Linked DNA regions of Zea mays: all the other regions are linked to region 1. The links are chromatin contacts, called in public Hi-C maps. All regions are on one chromosome and are shown on one strand. Each heading gives the region's core, a stretch centred on a gene start, on an enhancer-like site or on the middle of the called end of the contact. The rest is flanking DNA. Distances are from core to core; before and after follow the strand shown. Region 1 holds the start of LOC100281711. Region 2 holds the start of LOC100191330. Region 3 holds the start of LOC100193195.

The links. A called contact is a pair of places that touch in the nucleus more often than the background predicts.
Region 2: a Hi-C map of leaf shows a contact between it and region 1, with 3 times the contacts expected there. The contact joins the promoter of LOC100191330 here to the promoter of LOC100281711 in region 1. A contact is called at or near these places in 3 of 25 Hi-C or Micro-C datasets (bundle sheath, ear and leaf).
Region 3: a contact with region 1 is called in a Hi-C map of leaf mesophyll, with 2.4 times the contacts expected there. The contact joins the promoter of LOC100193195 here to the promoter of LOC100281711 in region 1. A contact is called at or near these places in 3 of 25 Hi-C or Micro-C datasets (bundle sheath, leaf and leaf mesophyll).

The regions. Positions count from the first base shown.
Region 1 is chr4:167,836,536-167,841,021 of Zm-B73-REFERENCE-NAM-5.0, forward strand. LOC100281711 reads right to left here and starts at 2,678. Exons shown (of 3, transcript NM_001368083.1): 1 at 2,450-2,678; 2 at 613-1,648; 3 at 1-472. The coding sequence starts at 1,478.
Region 2 is chr4:168,029,059-168,033,544 of Zm-B73-REFERENCE-NAM-5.0, forward strand. It overlaps LOC100191330, which reads left to right and starts at 2,174. Exons shown (of 9, transcript NM_001136764.1): 1 at 2,174-2,891; 2 at 3,561-3,659; 3 at 3,817-3,921. The coding sequence starts at 2,804.
Region 3 is chr4:167,986,086-167,990,571 of Zm-B73-REFERENCE-NAM-5.0, forward strand. LOC100193195 reads right to left here and starts at 2,086. Exons shown (of 5, transcript NM_001138350.1): 1 at 1,780-2,086; 2 at 1-116. The coding sequence starts at 19.

The DNA of each region.
Region 1 (4,486 bases), core at 1,428-3,927:
GACGGCGCTGCCATGGCCCTCGCCTTTGATGATCTCGGGGGCCAGGTACTCGTGCGTCCCAACGAACGACATCGACCGTGCGTCGCTGGGCTCTGCTATGAGCTCAGGCCAAGGGTTGACCGGGGTGGCAGCTTCAGGTCTTGGCTTCCGTTCTTTCTTGGACTTGGAGGAGAACAGGCGCGGGCCAAAGCAGGTGGTCGGGGCTGCGCATGACGGTTGGACGACGCAGGACGGCTCGACGCAAGCTGGCTGCGCACAGTAGCCATGGCTGTTCTTCCTGAGCGCTTCTGCGTCAGGGTTCGAGGATCTGATCAGCGTCGGGCTGACTGCGCAGCGAAGGGAGAGGTCGAAGTCCGAGAGCATGATGTGCCCGTCCTCCCGGACAAGGACGTTCTCTGGCTTGAGATCACGGTATATGATACCGAGCATGTGCAGGTATTCTAGCGCCAGGAGGACTTCTGCTATGTAGAATCTGCAGCAAGCAATAGGTTTTGTTTTTCAGTCACGATGATTTCAAACTAATGAACTCAAAAGCCTTAACTCTGTTAAGTACTATTTAGACAGTGAAATGCAATACATGCGGATGGTAAAATGTGGATAAGACATACGTACTTGACAGCTTGCTCCGGGAAATGTTTGCCAGGCTGCCTCTGCCGAAGAGCGTGGAGGTCTCCTCCGGGGCAGAACTCCATGACCAGGCAGGAGAACTTATCGGTCTCGAAGTGGGTGTAAAGCGTAGGAAGGAAGGGGTGATCCAGGCACTGCAGAATCTCCTTCTCCGTTTGAGCCCGGAGCAGCTTCTTACGGCTCGCTAGCGACGCCTTATCCATGACCTTCATCGCGAAATAGCTCTTGGTCCCATTCAGCTCAGAGAGGTACACGCTGCCGATGTCGCCGCAGCCTAGCCTCTTGAGCAGCCTGAAATGGCTCAGTCCAAGAACCCCGTCTCTGGTCCTGACCGTCTGGATCGCCTCCCACCGCGAATCGTTCGCCTTGTGAGGCTTCGTGCTGTTGCTCATGCTGCTGCACGAGCTCTCGTCACTGATGTCGCTGCTTGTGCTAGGCCTGCATCTTCCACTGTTGCCCCTGTCACCGATCTCGGGTGGATCAGCGGCCTTAGCACTCGCACTGACCTTTGCCTGGGCCTGGCTAGTCCCTCCACACGTCTGAAACGAAGTGGAACCCCCGTTCGTGCTCCCATGCTCCGCTACCGCTTTCTTGCTCGGTTCTACGGGGAACTTGACCGACGCGGCGTCGACAGGTTCCTTGAGGCGGTGGTCTGGTTTCTGCTCGTTCAGCTCAGGTTTATGGCTCGATTTGCTCAGGTCAGTTGTTGTTCCTGGTAACACCGTCAGCGCAGAAGCACAGGAATTGTTCGTCTGGGGAAGCTCGAAAGGGGGAGCACTCTTAGAGCATTGCTTCGTGCCTGGGATGCCTGGCGTTTCTGGGAGAATTTGGGGCATTGCCTTCGAAGCCATAGCTGCAAACACCTGTCTGTTTTTTCAGACGAGATGACCAGAGAGTTCAACACGCTCGATCTGGTCAGTCAGGAAGCAACCTTGGCATTGCAATGGACTATTTGCATTGTAGATTCATTGACAATCTGCAAATGGTGTGGGGGGGAAGAACTTCGATGAAATCGGCAAAACTGTGAGTGGCAAAAATAGCGATTATAAAACGCAGGAGGGGCTGCGACATAATATTCAAGTAGACAGTAAACCAAGACTTTGCCAAAAAGAAATAAATAAGGCGAGAAAATGACGGCCACATTCAGCATCCGCCATGGACGCCTCATCATTGGGTGCTCAATGTGCGCCCGCCGCACTTGGGGGGGTTCGTTCATCTGTTGTCGGCCTAGAGCTAGGAAAGGTCCTGTTAAAACCATCAACTATGTCCAGCCCCGCCCCCCACTGACCTCAATCATGCAACGCTACAGATCTAGCGTCCTCTTTAGCAATAAACAAGCGTCTGATCAGCAGAGAGTGCTCGCCAAAGGCGCATCATTGCCGCTTGCAAAAGAGAGCCGCCCGCCCCAGAACGAAGGCCTTTCCTCGCGCGCGCGCGCACACACACAGAGAGAGAGAAAACACACACTACTGCCTAGCAGTTAGAGGCGCGCAAAGCTGGCGAGTCGAAATCGGGGCCGCATTTCAACGAAACCAAAATGCTCCTTTTTTTTTTTGCCAATTTCTTCTTCTGGTGTTGGCTGCGGAAAGGTGAGGAAAGCAGGAAGTAGGGACGGGCTTTTCTCGTCTTTCTGCGAAATGCAGAACGGCAGAGATGAGCCAAACCGAACAGCTCTGGAACCCAGCAGGCGCGACAGATCTATAGGAGTAACAGGACCGAAGGCCGAAGCACATTTATTTATATATAAATAACGGAAGGCAGCCGAATCAGGAACCAGGGAAAACAGAACCGGAGGGGAGATGTGGCGCAGCAGAAATCTCACCCGATTGCGCTGCGCGGAGGCTGGGAGTCATGAGGACCTGCATCTTTTGTGCCCCCGCGGAGATGGGAGTCCGAAGCCCGCGCTCCTGTCCAGTTTCTCTCTAGAGCTCTGGCGCGCGGGAGATGTCTTGTGGACTCGTGGAGCAATGGCGGAGGGGGGAGGAGGAAGAAGACGGGGAGGTGTCGAGTATTAATGGCCTCCCTTTCTGCTCCCCGGCCCGGCGGCCCGTCAGTTCGCTTTCGTTTTCTACTATCGGTTTTTTATTGTAAATTTTCATTTCGCGGGTGCAATGATCCTGTCCCGCAGTTTTTGGGGGTCCCTGGGTGGGCGAGGGCGACGCCTAGTGTCTGGAAAACGACATGGCCGCCTCGATCTTCCGCTGGTCCCTCTCTCATCAGTTTACTAGGAGCGCTAATGGATGTACAGTTCCATGTATGTGAACGCCATAGCCAAGAAGATCAACGGAATACTCTGCCAAAAACCAGCATCAGGAAAAACAACGCGTTGGATCATGAAATCAGAGGCCGTTTGGCGACTGTTTACACTCTAGGTAGACAAAAATACTGCAGAAGCAGTCGAATTCGGTACCACTTAGACTATCTCTAACAGCTTATTCATATATATACTTATGTTCAAATTCTACTTTGTGCACAGTACAATTTTAATATACAGAATAGTGTAAAACAATATTTTTAGATAAATTTTAGATGAACCGCTGCAAACGGTCTTAAAAGCCAGCTAACCATCTAAATAGTGAAAGCTGCCTCTCGGGCGATCATGATGGCGCGGGTAGTACAAAATCATTTTAGCCCTGTACAACGTACTACTGCAGCAACCTTACAAGTTCCAACGTTGCAATTTTTTATTACCATACGTGCATCTCTGTAAAAAAATCACATCGCCAATCAATTGGACGTGACAAAGCTCTCTCTCCCGTCACCTCGTTAAGAGCCCACAGTCAACTTTTTTCTTGCTTTCCGCGAAGGGATCGGTGGAAGCAAAGCTAGATGGGCCGGTTACTCGTCGTAGGTTACCTAGTAGGTTTCTTTTATTTTTCTTTTAAAGATAGCTCGTACTCAGTCTGTCTTACAATATCTGTACTTCTATAATTTAAATTTCGTCATAAAATAAAAAAACAACACAACAAAATAGCTAATAGTACAATTCATAAAATGGTATATATGTATAAAAATATCTCCAAGAACTAGATAAATGACTTGCCAAACCAAATTTTGGCTACTCAACAGCAAAATAACTCTCCAACGTATTAGCTATGTGACTCGCTAAGCTATCGAGCTCTCCAAATTTTCTCTCTCACTAGCCAAATTTGGCTAGTCAATTGACTAGCCGAACTAGATAGATAGTCTGTTGAAGTGAGATAATATGTATAGACTGTATTATAAAAAGATAAATAGATAGTCAAATAGAGAGAGCTAAAGATAAAGAGTTTCTTGGAGATGCTCTAAGTAGGTAAAATCTTATACCATGTCTGTACCCATACTAGTCATTAGTCAAGTATAAGAATTATGATTCTTAGGACGTGTTTGGATCGCTACCAAATCTTTTTTGCGGATGATTTGTTCGCTGGAGTATGGGCATGTGCACACCTCTTGCTTGGCAGCATAAAGGAAGCAAGCCAAACATGCATGCCTTCAGCGTTTGTGTTGGATTCGTTGACTCGTCTAAAGTTTAGTTGGATGAAGAAGTTAAGAACTAATTAACTAAAAACTTTTTTTATATGCTTTAATGTTGTTTCTGAATCGACTTTTAAAGTGGAAATAGCTAAAGTTTATTATTAGTGGCTGAACTTTAGAGTGCGAGATCTAAACAGACGGTTACGTGGATTGCCTAGAGAGCTGAAGTTTAGATGGAATGGACTAAAACGTAGGCGGTTGCGCTGTTAAAGTTTAGCACAGTACAATACTGTTTCAATACATGGACTAATTTAGAGGCATGTGTACGTACTTTTTTTTAGTCCATATTGATTTATCTCTACCAATTAGTAAACTAATTGTTAGTTAGGTAATAGTTCAGAGG
Region 2 (4,486 bases), core at 924-3,423, 190 kb after region 1:
GTGCGCCACATTATTTAAATTCATATCCTTTTTCTTTTCCTCTCTCTCTTGCCATAGGGATCAGGAAATGTGATATTTCGAAAAAAGATCCTTCTCAGCTAAGGAAACGGGCCCCGAGCCCTCCTACTGATCAGGGGTTCGAAGGTTGCGCCCTGCGGGGTTCGGCAACCGCCCCAGAGCACTCGGGCTCCGAGCCCTTTACTGATCAGGGGTTCGAAGGCTGGCCCCTCGGAAGGGTTCGACAGCCGCCCCAGAGCACGCAGAGTCAGGGATGACCCTGGGTACGTCTGTTACATGGCCGAGGCTCGGGCTACGCTCCCGAGGTACCCTAGGACATTTCCGAGACCAGCGGGAACGATTTGTAATGGAATCCCACCGGAGGGAGGCACCGAGCCCTCGGACCCTATCAAATGGGTCCGGGTCCAGCAAATCACCTGCAGGTACTTTTGGAGCGCACCTGTGGGCCACTAGCCGACCCTTATCGAACGGGGCTCGGGCGTCCACTCGGATCACCCAATAGCAACTCACTGGAAACACCATGTTCGGTGCCCTCCGAGGGTAACATCGCGCTTCCCCCCCCTTCCTCCTTGCGGAAAGGCGATAAAGGGGCGTACAATAAAAGACGAGACAATCCTCGATCGTCCTCTCGCTCCGTGCAGAGGCTCGGAGGCTGCTCTCGCACCAGGCTACGGCCAAACTGTTGACCACGTCAACAAAACCAGCTTAAAAATCCGGAGCCTGACCATGCACCCGGGCTACGGCCAGGCCGCATGAGGGAACAACAAGGCCGACCGAGGCATCACAAAAAAAAATTAAGACCTTAGAGGAGTCAAACCACTCCTCCGAGGCCTCGGGGGCTACACCCGACGGGTGCGCTCGCACGCACCCATCGGAACAAAATATAACTGAGAAAGGCTGGTCCCCTTGCAAAAAATCCGGGAGAACCTCCAAGCGAGTACCTACACTCCCTTCGAGGCTCGGGGGCTACTGTCGGGTACCGTAATTAGGGGTACCCTCAACACTCCTTAACCTGGCTGGAAAACATCTTCAGAACAAACCGTAAAGACTGATAAGCACGGATTCAAGTCAAGGCCTCGTCTACCAAGGGACGCGATCTCGTCTCACCCGAGCCCAGCCTCGGGCAGGAACAGTAGTCCCAGACAGATTCACGCCTCGACCGAGGGCCTCTTCAGGCATAGGGCGCACCCTCGGCTCGCCCGAAGCCAAGCTCAGCCAGACTTTGTCGTACAGCGACCTCGGCCAAATCGCCTTACCAACCGACCGTATTGCATGCACATTTAATGCGGGGATCGCCTGACACCTTATCCTGACACGCGCGCCTCAGTCGGCAAGGTCGAAGTGACCGCAGTCACTTCGCCCATTTACTGACCGTTCTGACAGGAAAACAACGCTATTCACCTCGTTTCGACTACTGTGCCAACCACCAGGATAAAACTGAGTCACGATCTCCCCCGAATTCAGCCTCGGACGCAACAGGGAGCTCCGCCTCGCCCGACCTCAGGCCTCGGCCTCAGCCTCGGCCTCGGGAGAAGGTCTCCGCTTCGCCCGACCCCAGGCCTCGACCTCAGTCTCAGCCTCGGGAGGAGTCACATCCTCAACATTTTATGTTCACTTGGGAATTTGTCACAAAAAGAAAAGTATTAATATTTTAGAAAAAAATGATGTTATTTTTTTTACCCAGCGTGTTTTTTGGTTTGTGATATTTTTACATGTTCTTATGAAAATGGCTTTTAGCTTCAATAGAAACTATCCAATCTTAATAAAAATATAAAAAACCAATTTACTTATCTACAATGTATTATATACTGAATATTTTTATTATTTATGTTATCTAATATATATATATATATATATATATATATATATATATATATATATATATATATATATATATTACTATCCATTGATAGTGTCATACGAAGAGGATAGATATGAAATCAAGAAGAATAAAAAAATTAAAAGGGAGAGAAATAAAGATTAATAATAATATTCCCAAAGTAACGTGTGGAGAAACGTCCCACAAGAAGGTTCGTCAGGTGGGCTCTAACTGCGCCCAACAATTCAACTGGGCCGGCGTCGCTGGCTCGCTGCATCCCCCCTTCCGCTGAAACAACAATCGTCCGCTGCATTCCTCATTTCCTCCGCGTGGGTTCTGTCACTTCTGTGACTTCTGTCTGCGTCTCGCTCTCCGGCGACTGGTGGGCCGCCGCCACCCTAAGCCAGTTGCGGAGGTTTACATTGGTCTCTTCGCCGGCGACGAGCACCCACCAGGTACTCCCACCCCTTTCTCTGCCCTTCTCTTCATGTTGTGCGAAGCTGAGCACTGAAACCCTAACCTAAAGCTATTTGACAAGCCTCCTAGCTTCGATTTTCTTGCAAGAATTATCGGTACACATCCCTTTACTGGATTAACCCCTGGCTTTGTGGAAAGCGATGTTTTCCCTCTGTATCTGATTAATAATTGTCACGTAAAAACAAGTTTTTTTTTTTTTGCTTCGTCTGGAGGTTTAGTTTCCAAAGGATTGTAATTGATAGAATAACTTCATGTGTTTAGTCTTTAATTCTACACGAAAACTAAACTACAAAACAATGTATGTAGTCCTACTTTAAAGTTTCAGATGTCTCGTGTATATGTTATGCCTGATGGGAGTTCCATAACTTAAGGCCCCTGTGTTACACTTTTTGATGTGCATATATGATGAATTTTGATTTGAATGACGTAGGCTTCCATAAGCAGAACTTACGCACATCTTTGTGGTAGGAGTCTTGACAAGTTTTTCCAATGGACCAAGTACCGAATGGAAGGCATAAGGTTTCTTTTGCGAAGCCAAGAGTAGTTGTGCTTTCAGATTCTGACTCTGACTCTGAAGGTAACAGCACATTCAGTTCTCATGATACACTGCCTGTCATTCTATAACTCTTGAGACGCTCCAGTATCCGTTTATTGCATATATTTATGATTGAACTCTTGACATTTTGGGCATGTCATGTAAGACATGTTCGCTTTTCTCTTGCATGGCATTTGTTACATGAAAAAAGGCCTCTAGGACATTCAGGATAGGAAAACGTACCTCATGTTATCATAACGAACATTTATTTTTGGTGTTAGTCATTTCTTTGCAATGCCTATTGGCTTTTCTTGGCAGGCTTCATACACTTGATATATTAATAGAGAAAAATCGTTGGCAGATGAATATATAACATTTTTCATTTTTAACTGTCATTGTTTTATCTAATTGCATTGTACTGCATTTCCACTGTCTAAGTTGAACACTGATATCACTTTGATTGCAAATTCTGCTACAAACTACTTTTGAATCATGATTGGCAGGTGTGCTGTGTGCATCAGCTTCCAGGTGGTAATAACTGGACTGGACATATGATGTACTTGATCTTCAGTATTTTGTTAAGAGCAAACTAAGGGACTCATTGCATGAATAAAATCCTAAACTCTATAATATAGCCGAATGTAACTGCACATGAATAGCTTGATACATGCTTGAAACCTGCAGTACTCATGTTGCGCTGCCTGTTTCTAGGTTTTGTAGAAGAGCTAACTCCTGTTCACTCAAAGTCAAACGGGAAGGCTTCATCTGCGAGCCTAAAAACTGGTGGAAAGGCTTCAGCCCTTTCTAAAGGTACAAATACACAATGTTATTAAACATCATCCATTTCAAAAGGTACTTAGTATGTGTTCCAGATATAAGGATATTTACCTATACTCTTGTTACATTTCTGCCTTTCTTTCATATGTTGTCTTATCAGTGTTAACTGTAATAATTCCATCCCGTTTAGGTGAGGCAAGCAAAGGAAAAGCATACAGTAGTGACAAAGGTGGAAAGGGTTCTTCATCACATGCAGTGCCTACCAAGTCTGATGCAGAACTAAAGCTAGAGCTTGGTCAGTTCCCTCAATGAAATTCTCAAAATGCAACTTATTTAGATGCCAATTTCCCAAACTTCTATTTTTTGAATTGACTATATTTGTGATGGGTCTAAGATTTTCAGTTTCATTTGGAGGGCATTAGGATCAAACTATAGCAGGGCATTATAGGATCAAACTATAGCAGTCCATGTTGTGGAAAAGAAAGCACACTTGTGTGTTGTAATTCCCTAGGTGCATTTTAGTACCTACACAATCAGGGAGAGTTTCGGGGCCACAAAAACAGCACCCATGCTGCTCATCGGCCTTGGGAGTTCTTATATGTTCTGTTGTCTGTGTCTCTGTTCTTCACCTTGAGAACTAGGGTCATGGAGAGAACGTCCGAGAACTTAACGGTGTTTTCCCATTTCCATATCTTTTTTTTTCCCAAATACATAACTGTTTTGTTTACAATCAAGCTATTTATTGTACAAGGACCTGACGGTCATCTGTTAAAGATTTGGAAGCTGTCCTTTGTTGCTTCGACTTGTATCTTGTTATCTACACTTTGATTAATTGCAGAATTTTCTGGCTATTACTGGCT
Region 3 (4,486 bases), core at 836-3,335, 150 kb after region 1:
AACCACAGAGAGGAACCATGATCCTGGACAGTATTAGAGAAATTCCACTCGCTGTTCAGTGCTACTACCAAATCCACCTTCTGGTACCCCGTTCAGCAGCTGGATCCAGTGGAATTCTATGTGATACAAGCATTAAGAAGTAAACAATGAGTAACAATACAGCAAACCTATAGTTACTTCTGACTGTTTCGCATAGAGACAAAATTTGAGTATTGAGAAAAATTGGCAACTTTTCCCCAGGCCATGCAAACAGATACCTATTCTGTTCCACATCAGCAAAAATATGCATCTACATACACTCTGCCACGAGCTAGTGACAGTCTTATGATAACACTAGGGATGGTAATGGATTACAATCCAAATGCTTCTTCACAAAATGGTAGGGCCTGATCCTAATATGATCCGATCATTAAATCTTATAGTGTAAAATTTAGAGCTCATTGTCACCCATAGATAACACAGAACCGCTCCCTCATTTAGCTACATAGGACGCTTCCCCTGAGGCCCTCACAGAAAATTTGAGATTTAGATATTCTTCCTATATCTGTCAGCCAGCGCATTAGATAACTACAAGAAGTTTCAGAATAGAAGTACAGACATGTAATCTAAGGGGGCTTCCATAATTTGGGACTACGCTATTGGCAAAGCATATAATCTCTGTAAAGCATAAGGGGGAGGTAAGCAGAGTAAATTCAAAAGACCTTCAAATAGAGTGACCATAATGCATTTGGTACCACCGAAAGATAGAGTGATGAATAGTCATCTTGGAGACAAACAAACGCTTTTATTGCAATTGGCATCAATGCTCTGAAGAAGTCAAGAGTCTTTCATGCCAGCTTAGCACAGCATATCAGCACATAGGAGTGACTGAGTGAGTGAGAGACAAATAGGACGAAGTGCAACCAAACTTTTTGCGACCTCTATTGCAAATGGCTCCCTGGTCCCAAGTTATCATTTTAAGTGGCATGTTCATATCTTGGCATATCGAATGGACGCTTTCCATGCACATGACCGGTAAGTGTGGCACAGAATAAGTGGCCATATGCCAAACTTCAGGTACAACAAATACAGGTGTTAAGCACCAGTGCACCACTAACCCTCTCTTTTTTCCCTCTATCTGGTCGCTTGCCGGCTACTCGTGGAAGGCTGGAAGCCAGCGGACTCTCTGCGCCACTCAAATAAACGCGGCAAATTTCGCTCAAGAACAGTCAAATTCACGCTGCAAAAGGATTCCCTTTCGACGCAGATGAATAGTTGCCGCTTTGAACAGAAGGGACAACAGAGTACAGACACGTACAAGCAAAGCGCGAATATACTATCATCACTATTCGATATTCACGCGTCAGTAGGCAAAAGCAACCTTTGTAAAAGAACAGATAAAACCCTTTCCAGATGAACTGGCTGCAGATACAAGCAATTAGACGGGGTTAATCAAGACTTTAGCAGCTGAGGCCGCCTGCGCAAGGGCGAAATCAAACAAACCGAACCACTCGCGTACGGTCTACGCGACACGGAATAAAAACGTGAAGTGTCCGCAAAGAGGAAAGAAAGGAAAAAAAATAGAGTTCAGACTTGTCAGCCCAACACACTACACCCATACACGTCGAACTCCCTGGAACACCGACGAGCTAAATAAACAAGGACGGTAGACCAAACACTCAATCCCCGATCGAAGAAGCAATAGACTCCTCACCCAAATCCGTCTACCCCTTGCATGGACGGCACCGAATGTCTGAATCCAAGCTCGCGATGAAAACAGCAGCCAGAAAGAGCGCTCACCGACCGTGTCGCGGCGGCGCTTCTGCACAGAGCTCGGATCCAACCAACCCGCACGGGCGCGTCCGAGGCGCGGAACCACCGTACCCAGCGGCGGAGCAGCGGGGAGAGAGATCGAGAAGCTTTCGCTGTTGCCGCGCCGGTAAAGAAAACAAGCTCCTTCTGCGAGAGGACTAGGAGGAGGTTTTGCCAACACGTCGAGCAGAGCAGGGGTCGGCCGGGTCCGGGGGATAAGCGAGGCGAGGGGGACGGGGCGCGGGGAGGAGAATGGGATGGAACACGTGGAGAGTGGAGACTGGAAGAGGACGTGATGAGGGGGGAAGTGGAAGGGGGATGAGGGCGGGCGGAAGTGGGCCCACCTCGCGGCGCGGGACCCGGGAGGCGGGAGTGCCCTTTTTGCGCTTTTCACCAGGGGCGGGGCCGTCATTTGCCTGCGCGCCGAGGATAACGGAGCGGAGCGCTCGGGCAGGCGCCACGTGCGCTGTGCTTTTCGCCAAGTGGCGGTGGGCCGCGCTCTCACCCGCCCACTGGCGCTCCCTCCCTCTGACCCCTGGCCTGGTTTTCACTCCACTACAAGAAACTAATAAATATTCGTGGGTTAATTTAAGAACGTGGGTACCGACGTTCTTAATTGAGTTAAGTTCATGAGTTAATTTAAGAACGTGGGTACCGACGTTCTTAGTTTAAATTCGTGCGTCCTAGCTAAAACCGTCGAACTTATCGTATTAGGGACGTGAGTACTCACGTTCTTAAATTAAGTTCGTGGGCCACGTGGACACCGTCGAACTTATCCCAAAAACCTAAATCCCTAGCGACCCACGCGTCTCTCTTCTTTCTCGCCTACGCGCGCGCCGCCACCAACCCGCTCCTCCACCGCGCCCCCGCCGCCACCGCTCCTCCACCGCGCGCCACCGCGCCCGCCGTCACCGCCCCACCGTGCGCCCGCCAGCCCCCGCTCCTCTACCGCGCGCGCCGCCGCCACCGCTCCTCCACCGCGCCCGCCCACCGTAGACATCGACAACAACAGGTTCTACGTCGACATCCATCGCTGGATCGGGACCTTCGTTCTGGCGCTGAAGATCCTTAGGCTCAGCTCGAACAACTTCAGCGGCCAGATCCCTCCGGAGCTGTCGCAGCTCTCGCAGCTCCAGCTGCTGGACCTAGCCCACAACGGACTGACGGGGCTGATCCTGAGAGAGCTGGGAGACCTGGCTTCCATGAAGCACCCCAAGATCAACTCCAGCACAGGATCGCTGGACGGGTCCATCTACCAGGATCGGATCGACATCATCTGGAAGGGGCAGAAGCTCAGGTTCCAGAGGATACTCGAGCTGATGACAGGCATCGATCTGTCGGGCAACTCCTTGTCGCATTGCATCCCTGACGAGCTCACCAATCTCCAAGGCCTCCAGTTTCTGAACCTGTCGAGAAACCGTCTGTCGTGTGGAATTCCTAGCAGCATCGGAAGCTTGAACGTTCTTGAGTCACTTGACCTCTCGTTGAACAAACTGTCAGGAGCCATTCCTCCAGGGCTAAGCAATATGTTGTTCCTCTCGTTGAACAAACTGTCAGGGTTGTACTACCGTGTGATCGCTGGAGTCATTTTTGGGTTCTGGCTGTGGTACGGGACGCTCTTCTCCGTTGCGAAGTTGAGGTGCTCTTTCTTGTTTGTTGATCGCGTACAGTACAGAGTTATGCAGAAGGTGCGTCCTACCAATCATTTTTTTTATATCCAAAGATTTTGATGAACTGCTCAAGATGGCAGCTGCCGACAAAAGGTTTGTGCTTGTGTTCACTTCTTATCATGTAATTATGGCCTAATTTATCCATGCTTGTCGTGCGTGTTACCCTGTTCAAAATGTATGGAAAACTGTAGTGTGCCTTTTATTTTTATATTGAAACAATACCTTAATTAGTTAATTCCATCAGGGAAGAGTTAGAAGTATTTACAAAAGAGGTCATTCGCTTTGGAAACTATTGCAAGGATCCTCAGTGGCATAACTTGGACCGCTACTTTGAAAAGTATAGTTTTTTTCTCAGTACCTGAGTTTGTGGACGCGTTTACTTTAGGCTACTAACTTTATTTCTGTTTGTATTCCATTAGGCTGGCATCCGAACTAGCCCCACGAAGTTATCTGAAAGGAAAAGCAGAATCAGTGATGCAAAAACTGGTTACATGTGTTCAAAATACAGTTGTAAGGATGGCCTGATTTGTTTGGCTTCAATGTCTTATTTGCTAGCCTATCTGAACTTGCTTGAGAATAAAATGATTTTATTCATGTGATTTCCAGTTACTTATTTCATAATATACAATTCCATTTTGGCTGCTTCTGTATCGAAGCCACATGAATTAGTAGTCAAAAGTGACGCCAAATGCTATCTACGTATATTTTTTCTGAAGTGGCTAGGAGAAGTATAATTGTATTATTTGGATAAGGAATCCCTACTTCCCTAGCACCATTGATGAATTTGTGTATTTTTGTCATCGGCCAATTTGGCCTTCTTATTCTGGTTATTAGCATCACATTACTTATTTTTTTTCCTACTTTTTTGCACTCAGGAATCATATCATGAATTGCATGCTTTGGATAGATTGGAACATGATTATCGCCTTAAACAGAAAGAATAGGATGGTTTGAGTTTAAGAGGTTAGTTTTATCAACTTCAAATGAGGAATTAAATAAAAATTATGGCTGCAGTAACTTGTCTC